Linked DNA regions of Anas platyrhynchos: region 2 is linked to region 1. Evidence: chromatin contacts called from public Hi-C data. All regions are on one chromosome and are shown on one strand. The core of a region is the stretch at or near the end of the contact, and the rest is flanking DNA. Distances in the headings are between cores, read along the strand shown. Region 1 has its middle 32 kb from the start of SYN3. Region 2 overlaps SYN3 (synapsin III).

Region 1 (3,987 bases), core at 568-3,067:
TATGGGGAAGTCAGTTAGAGCTCTGAAGGCTGAACTGACAGGCTATTAATTCCATAGTTTCCACACCAACTGCTTAAATATTTAATCTCTTGACACCTCTTAATGATATTCCTCCCTACTGAAGGTCTAATTTTGCAGAGGCATTTACTGACTTCCCAGCACTCTGCTACTGAAGTCTCAGTATAGTCCAGTAGCAAGCCAGCAACCAAAGAGTTAAGGCCGGAGATAAGTGGTATACACATAATAACTGCAACTAGCCCTCACTTAGTGTCACAAATAACATGCTATGCTCATTATCAAGGCCTATCTCAAGCAAGTGAAAAACCCCAAATGGATTTGATGCATTCCTATATGGCGTGGCTAAGCACAGGGGCTTTAGTGAGTTTAAGGAGAAATGTGAGAAGGCGAATGGGGTTAAACAGCTCAAATGGCAGCTGTTCTTGTCCCTAAAAAGAAAATGTGTTCAATTATTCATGTTCAGATTAAACTGACAATGAAGCCAGCTTCAACACAGCAATTCTTCTGCATTATTCATACCATGGAGCCAGCGGAGTCTCTGCAAAAGGATGTTTTTTGCAGATGGATGAAGCCTACAAATGGTTCATAAGATGAGCTCATTCATAAACTCAATGAAGAAAGTACGTATGTTGGGAGATATTTAAATATGAAAACTCAGTGAGTGTTCCTTGGCATGATTAGATAAGGCTTGCATCATCTAGAAGCTACTGGGGCTTAGAAACCTTATTGAGGTACAGAAAAAGCAGGCAAGATTGTCTTGGGTGTCTGGTCATTCTCTCTGTTCTCCTTCAAGACTCGGAAGTATTTAGAGAATCCATTTAACATAATGGCTACTGCATCACACCAGGCCTTTTGTATTTGCTTCTACTTAACCAGCAGGGCCATGACATCTCATTTTCTCCCAAGACTCCAGAGTAGTCTTCAAAGCAACTTCAGCCAGCAATATTTCTTATTAACTGCTGTGCTGCTATAGCCATCAGCAACTGGAGCTGCTCAGGTCTCTGAAAATCACTCACAGGACAACCAAGGCAGTACACCTGCAAATGAAATCTCAGCAGCTGTGAGTATGGCTTTTAGAGAACCCTGGGTGAACACTTCAGCATCATGTCCCTTGCGTGTGACCACAGAGCAGAGCTCTTCTGCAAGAAATATAGGGCCCAATTCAATGGAAACACTGCACAAGCACAAGTTAACTGACAGTCAACAGCACACTTTAGTCACCCCTTCCATTCTTCTCCAAACCTGGTGTTCTTTAGAATGAACATAAGTGAATATAAGTGAATATATTCATGGGTCCCTGAGTTTTCCTGCAAAAGTTGTCTTTTAGGCACTGAGAGTGATAAAGAATGGGCTAGAGAGACGCAGTACTTCCAATTGAGTAACCCAGATAGGCACCTGTTCTGCAGACAGACTTGCTCTGCAGTGCTATCATTACCTCTGAGAAGTCAGTTCTTCAGGAACACTCAGAGCCAAGATTTTCCTTCAAAGTGTCGTAGGCTGAAATGGTTCCCTTTTGGTCCACCTAATTATTCATCCATAAGTGCTTTATTTCAGAGACTGAAGGCCATCTACCACAGAAGATCTAAAATTTGTTGAAATTTCTGCAGTAGGCCCAGAACTTGTCTTTGAGACATAATACATTGTCAGAGTGAGTGCCAGATTTTTAATCAAGATTTAAGTCACAGTGTCCCTGTGTCCTCCCTGCAATTAGTCATCCCATTAACCAATTATCCTCACTGTTGGGAGCTTGAACTCAATTTTTACTCAGACTTTACATTACATCAGCTGCCAGCCACTGTGTATCATACTTCTATGTTAGAGAGCCATCTAGCAGAAGACTCAGCACTCTGCAGACACCTACAGTACACTAGTCACAGCTTTCATACGAATAAATTACTTTTTTTTTGCTACATATATTTTCCTGAGTTAATAAAATCAGAACAGTTTCTAAAGTAGCTGAGACCTCTCCCACCAATGTCCTTTTTGAAATGTGGGCTTGGACTGAAAGAGTGCATGGGGACTTAATGAGTGACACCAGTACTACATGACAAGTCATTACCTTGCTGATTTGTTAATTGCAAGGTTATCTTTCACTGCCAAGGGCTTCACTGACTTTTTGATCTCACATCACATTCCCAACGTGCTACAGAGCATCTTGATTTTTCTTTGTGCTTTTTATTGAAATCACAGCATTCCAGATAGGATTTCAAAGATCCATGTGCAGTTTATGGAAGATGTCCTATGGAAGTTTTTACTACCAAGAGAAACCCAAACTAAACATGGAAAGTTCATGTTTTTGTGTTTGTACCACAGGAAAACACATGCCTTCCTCCCTCTTTCCTGGGGGTCTTCTAGACCTGGCTTCTCCTCTCCACCAGCCTTGGCGTAAACCACAGCACTGAAACACAGCAGCAGAGAAGCAATCTGGAAACAAAGTTTTTCATCTCCTAGGAGTAAGGACACTTACTTTAGCAGTATGATTACAATAACAGATGAGTACACTCTGTATTAGAAGGAAAAAATGAATAAAAAACATTAAGATCGAGAACTGAGCTGAAGCCTGCTGCAGTGATAATGCAGTTGTTTTATAAGTGTACTTGTCATTCAGACAAGTAACAGACACCAGTCTGACTTCATTCACAGCCCCTGAATAAGCTCAGGGATGTAGGTAGCTCCAGGCTTGGACAAGCCAGAATCTGGCCCTGAGCATTTCAGAAGAATCCTCTTTTATAGAAGGACTTCTGACAATACAGCCCTAAGGCAGATGCAGACCTGATGAGAACAACAAAGCAGAGAGCTCTTTGCCCCCTGTGCCCTCATCCACATCCTAGTTCCTCTGCCACTGAAGATGATGTGAGCTGTCAGCACAGTGATGGAGGACCAGGGGACTGGAGCAGTGGAAAAGTGGAATCATCATGGCCTTTCTGGTAAATCCGTGTGACAGTCGATCTCTTGGGTCCACATCATTTGATATTGTTGCCTACGGTAGTATCCACACCGCATATTTGAATGCAGTCAGAAGGTCAGACTCATAACAAGCATCTAAGTCACAAGTTTGGGCGAAAGGAAAGGAAAGGAAAGGAAAGGAAAGGAAAGGAAAGGAAAGGAAAGGAAAGGAAAGGAAAGGAAAGGAAAGGAAAGGAAAGGAAAGGAAAGGAAAGGAAAGGAAAGGAAAGGAAAGGAAAGGAAAGGAAAGGAAAGGAACAAACCAACTTTCACTCACAGACTTGGTCTTGGTGTAGTTGCAGAGACTTTCTGTCAAGGATTTTGGGAGTGACAGCTCTACCCGCCTTTGTGCACAGCTGCCTTACCTGCCCACATATCCCCCAGTGGGGTGCTGAGTCTCTCCACTCCCATGATTATCCCCCCCTTGCCCTTCCAGCTAGTTTTCTGGATGAGCAGTTATTTTCCTCATCAACAGTGATCAACAGGCACCATCTAGTGGTGCCTAGAAAATCCACTCTTCATTTAGCTTCTATTTCTGAGACTATGAGAAGCAGTTCGTGCTACACGTATTGATCTAAGTGGGCACAGCACCCCTAGCTGCTCTTACAGACAGGAAAGCAAACCTAATATAGAGATGGCATGGCAGCTCTGCAGAAACAGATATGGCAAACAATTGGTCACCAGAGCCTTCGATGGGCATTCTGCAGTCCAACTTACTTCTCACGGCCTAAGCAAGATGGTTTATCAAGTGAGAACTTGTGACAGAGGTGCTAGCACTTGCCCAAGGACTCACTAGAATTCTTAAAGGAGTAGGAAAACCTTAGTTTTTAAACATAAAGTATTTCAGGATGCATTACCAAACTCTAACTTAAAAAGAGGTCTCTTGCTAGGCTGCCACCGTCAGCATATTAGTCAAGGGGAGCATGAAGTTCTGGGTAGCTTCTGAAACTGGGGTGGCTCTTTTTACCTTCACTTATTGTAGAACAGCTTGGGTTGGAAGGGACTTTACAGACAATCTGATTC
Region 2 (3,973 bases), core at 1,222-3,721, 210 kb before region 1:
CTATCCTTTTAAAGTTTCCTTTTATTACTTGTGTGATTGTATGCATGAATGATTTGTGTGCATAAATATCTTTTAAAATGTCAGATTTCCAAATCTGGAAGATTTTTTTTCTGTTTGTCTTGAATGTCTTCTTTCACTTTGTGATTTAACCCTAGAAGTTTATTTCTTGCATTCCTCATTTAGGAGCAGATCAGAAATGTATATACGCATTCAGGAGAACAACGTTCTCTTAAATAGCATCCATAAAGCTTGACTTCTAATAGTAGGGAGCTTTTGAATAGTTTTCTTACTAAAAGTACATTTCCTAACTGTTTGTGCTATATCATTTCTTGTTGAGAAACCTTTTTTTTAACGTAAGTCTTCTATTTGACATCTTATGCTTCCAAGACCATTTGTTTTGTTTTCCTTTGACCCTGTTTTAGTTCTGTTGCAATTCAATCCAGTCCTGTACAGATATAGACAATATATGCATCTGTCCATGTTCTTCTGCAGGCTTCCCCTTTGCTCTTAGTTTATACACTCTTTATCTTGGTTATTTCAGGGTCAGTTGTTGGTTTCACTTTGGCCAGAGTAAATCCTATCCATTCTCTATGACTTTCACTGTCCCAAAGCATTTTTAGTGTCTATTAAAGGTTCCCCTCACTCTACCTAAAGTTTGCTTTGGATTTACTCTGAATGCACTGCATGCTGGGGTCCAGGTCTAGCAGGGAGTAGGCTGTCATACAGCAGAGACAGAGAGCCACAGTCCTTCCTCTCACTTTATCTCTTGAGTGGAAATGGAAACTTTTCCAGTGTGTTGCAGTCAGTATTATCACTCAGCCTGATTACTCTTCTGCCCTTTCTTTTGTACAGATTTCTGTTGTTCTCAACCCTTCCTGCTTGGCTCCCTTCTAGACACTGAAAGAGGTAACAGTGCATATACTCAGGGAATGAATGTGCCATGAGGAGTGCGAAGGGGTCAGCTTAAATGCAAAAATGACAGGTTATTATAGGAATTCAGCAGTAGTCAGGCCTCCTACTGATAAAGTGGGTAAAGGGCATCTCCAAAGAAGCGAGGCTGCATTGAGAAATGAAACAAGTCAGGGTGGAAATTCCCACTCTCCTATTTGGGAAGCACAGATTTTCACCAGAGATGTAAAAACTGGAATGAAACCTATCCTGAGGACTGGTTTTAGATGGAAGTGAAGCTGGGAGTTACAAGCACCTCTAGAAATGCTGTCTGCAATATGAATCTAGAATAGGATTTGATTTAGCAAGGCAAAATGCCTAGATGCGTGCCCTCCCCCTCTCCTCCCCCACCATGTGATGCCACAGTTACATGAAAGGAGAGGGCAGGAGATTGAGCTATTTCTCAGGGCACCCAATGCAAAGATCTGCAAGAGACTTCTCCGTAAGAGCAGGAGTCAGTCACTCTGGTATGGGACTGTTCATCTCCATGGGATGTCTGACTGGCTGATATTTACAGGGAGAAGAGAGCGAAACAGAGTTCAGGAAAGCAGCTTGGCCAAAAGGTTGATATTCTGTCTTACCCAAGGCCTCAGCGGTGATGGGGTAGATCCAGCAGTGGTGACAAGCTGAGTCATTTTGGAAACAACCAGATCGGCTATAAGCTGTCTGTCCTCTTCCACATGCTCACCAATCAGGGGCATCGAGCTGTCCATCACCTGCCACAAGAAAGAAAAACAGCAGTTAAAAAAGAGGTTTCCTGGTGACAGATGCTTGTTTCAACTCACCTTTCATGCTAACCTGCTTTATGTCCCCATGTCCTTATCAACACGTCTAGTCCTAAGTCTCTTCCATGCTGAAACATGCTAGGGTGTGATTTCTCTTATTTTTATTTTTTATTTTTTGGAAATGGCATGTGCTTCCTCTGCTCCCCATCTTCCATTTACAACTTGGAAGCCAACCCAAGGCTTCTGGTGGCTGAAGGTTTTCTACATCAAGCAAACACAAACTTGCTCCTGAGGGGATGCCTCTTGTGGATGAGGTCTCTCTGGCATTGTGCTACAACATTTTGGGATGACACTGCAGCAGAAAGGGACACAGGCAGACACAGGAGGATGGAAACAAAATGTACTGAAGTCTGAGGAGATGAAAGCAACAGGGACTGGAGGAAACCAGGAAACATTTGGGATTAATCAACACAGAGCACTGCACCCTGAGAAGGGAAATAAACACCAGAAATGCATAATGAATAGGATGTCACCAAAACAACAGCACCCAGTGCAGAAAAGTAAACTTATTCCCTGCTTGTCTTCTTGATATTAACTGTAATATGACTGCTGTCCAGCATGTACCACAACTGCTGGAGAAAGTTGGGAAGCAAGACTGTGGAGATGGGGGAAGGAGAGCTGTCAAAGGGTCTTTGAGGTAAGAAATGTTCTGGCAACAACAATAATAAGGATAGCGTAGCAGATCCTCAGCTGTGTAGCAGCTCTAAACGTCATTTTCAGCAGTTCATCATAAATCAAGTGCTTCACAAACAGCAGAATCCCACAGGAAGAACTGTGCTATGATGGAGTTAAGATTCAGCTGGAGTAAATACAACTGTACTAAAATAACAAGAAGAGTTGGAAAAGTTTATTTTATTTTGCTTTGATTTTTAATCCAAACATTGAAAACCCTGGAAATGCTGAGTTAAAGATTGTATTGCTCAAGAAAGGCACTGACTCACGCTCAGATAACAATTGGAATTGCACTCCACCCTGGCCAGGCGATCAGGGGCATTGAGTCCACTATTTGAGTGAAATGGAAAGTTTCATGTATTTTATTTAGAGGTAGAGGAAATCAGTGAGGTGAAGTCAATAAGTGTTTGTATTCTAGTCTGTTCTTGTGGAGAGGGTGGCAGGGAACGGCCAATTCCCCTCCGTGTCTCATACACAGGGGCTCCCGGGGGCCCTCTGGCAGCTTCCTTCACAAGTCGCCCTCCATTAACCCCCCCTTAAAACCATTCCCACTTCATCTGGCAATTCCAGTTCGTGTGTGAGGAAAAGAGGTCTCGGCTCCCTGCAATGCACCGTGCGAGGGACGTGTCCGGCCACTAGATGATGCCGTTACCCTGCTGACAGGCCCAGCCTCGCTCGGCGGCTCCCTGACCCTCCCTGGGATACAGCTCAGTTCAAAACACGCAAATCAGATAAAAACCCTCGCTTCCCCACCTTAAGAACTGCTTTTCCCTGTTTCTGTGGCAGCAGTGGCTGGAGCAGAAGGGGAAGGGGTTGCCCAGGGAGGTGGTGGGGTCACCGTCCCTGGGGGTGTTTAAGGCAAGGTTGGACGTGGTGCTTGGGGACATGGGTTAGTGGGTGACATTGGTGGTAGGGGGATGGCTGGACCAGATGATCTTGAAGGCCTTTTCCAACCCTAACGATTCTATGAAGATGATGCTGTTGAATAAAACAGAGGCTCCAGGGGGAACGAACCCTGGAGCAGGTCTTGCCTGAGGCAGTGAAGACACACCAGGGATCAGTTCTGTGTAGGGCCTGGCAGGGGTGTGAGCTTCGGGAGACCACCAGTATGGGACCAGGCAATCACACGCGTAAGGGAAAGCCTTTGAAAATGGTGGAGATTTCAGTGAGGAAAGTGACACAGCCGGTTGCCACTGAAGCAGGAAGGAGCACAAGATGACACCTTGCAAAGGCGAATTGCTCTGCAGCTGGGCAGCCACGAATGCTAGCGCTGGAAGGAATACAGGAATCACCGACAGACTGCACTCATCCCTTCCCGAGGAGATCACAGACCAGCCATGTGAGACAAGAGGACGTCGGCACATGTGGACCCGGCCTTTGTAGTGGCCCAAGGTCAGTAGCTGCTCCTGAGGCAGCTGCTGTCGCCTGATAAGGTGTATGGGGGGAGCGGAAGGCGGCAGGGCAAAGAAGAGACTCTGGAAACCCCCCTGCGCTGATCTGACGCGGAGGCCTGAAGGCCGGGCTTGTTATTCCGTGCTCTGGTGCACAGGAGTGGGGTGTTAGGTGAT

The links. A called contact is a pair of places that touch in the nucleus more often than the background predicts.
Region 2: a contact with region 1 is called in a Hi-C map of subcutaneous adipose tissue, with 3 times the contacts expected there. The contact joins two enhancer-like sites. A contact is called at or near these places in 4 of 8 Hi-C or Micro-C datasets (F5 follicle, liver, small yellow follicle and 1 more).

Annotation. Positions count from the first base shown.
Region 1 is chr1:56,259,946-56,263,932 of IASCAAS_PekinDuck_T2T, reverse strand. No RefSeq gene overlaps it. Among named protein-coding and RNA genes, the nearest start is that of SYN3, 32 kb to the left of the region's middle. Within about 2 kb of position 1,817, at least 1 of the 8 cell types and tissues checked has an H3K27ac peak or open chromatin away from gene starts, as enhancers often do. A contact at or near this core is called in subcutaneous adipose tissue, where this site is marked.
Region 2 is chr1:56,473,254-56,477,226 of IASCAAS_PekinDuck_T2T, reverse strand. SYN3 (synapsin III) reads right to left here. Exons shown (of 14, transcript XM_013092067.5): 11 at 1,530-1,664. Among named protein-coding and RNA genes, the nearest start is that of FBXO7, 23 kb to the left of the region's middle. Within about 2 kb of position 2,471, at least 5 of the 8 cell types and tissues checked have an H3K27ac peak or open chromatin away from gene starts, as enhancers often do. A contact at or near this core is called in subcutaneous adipose tissue, where this site is marked.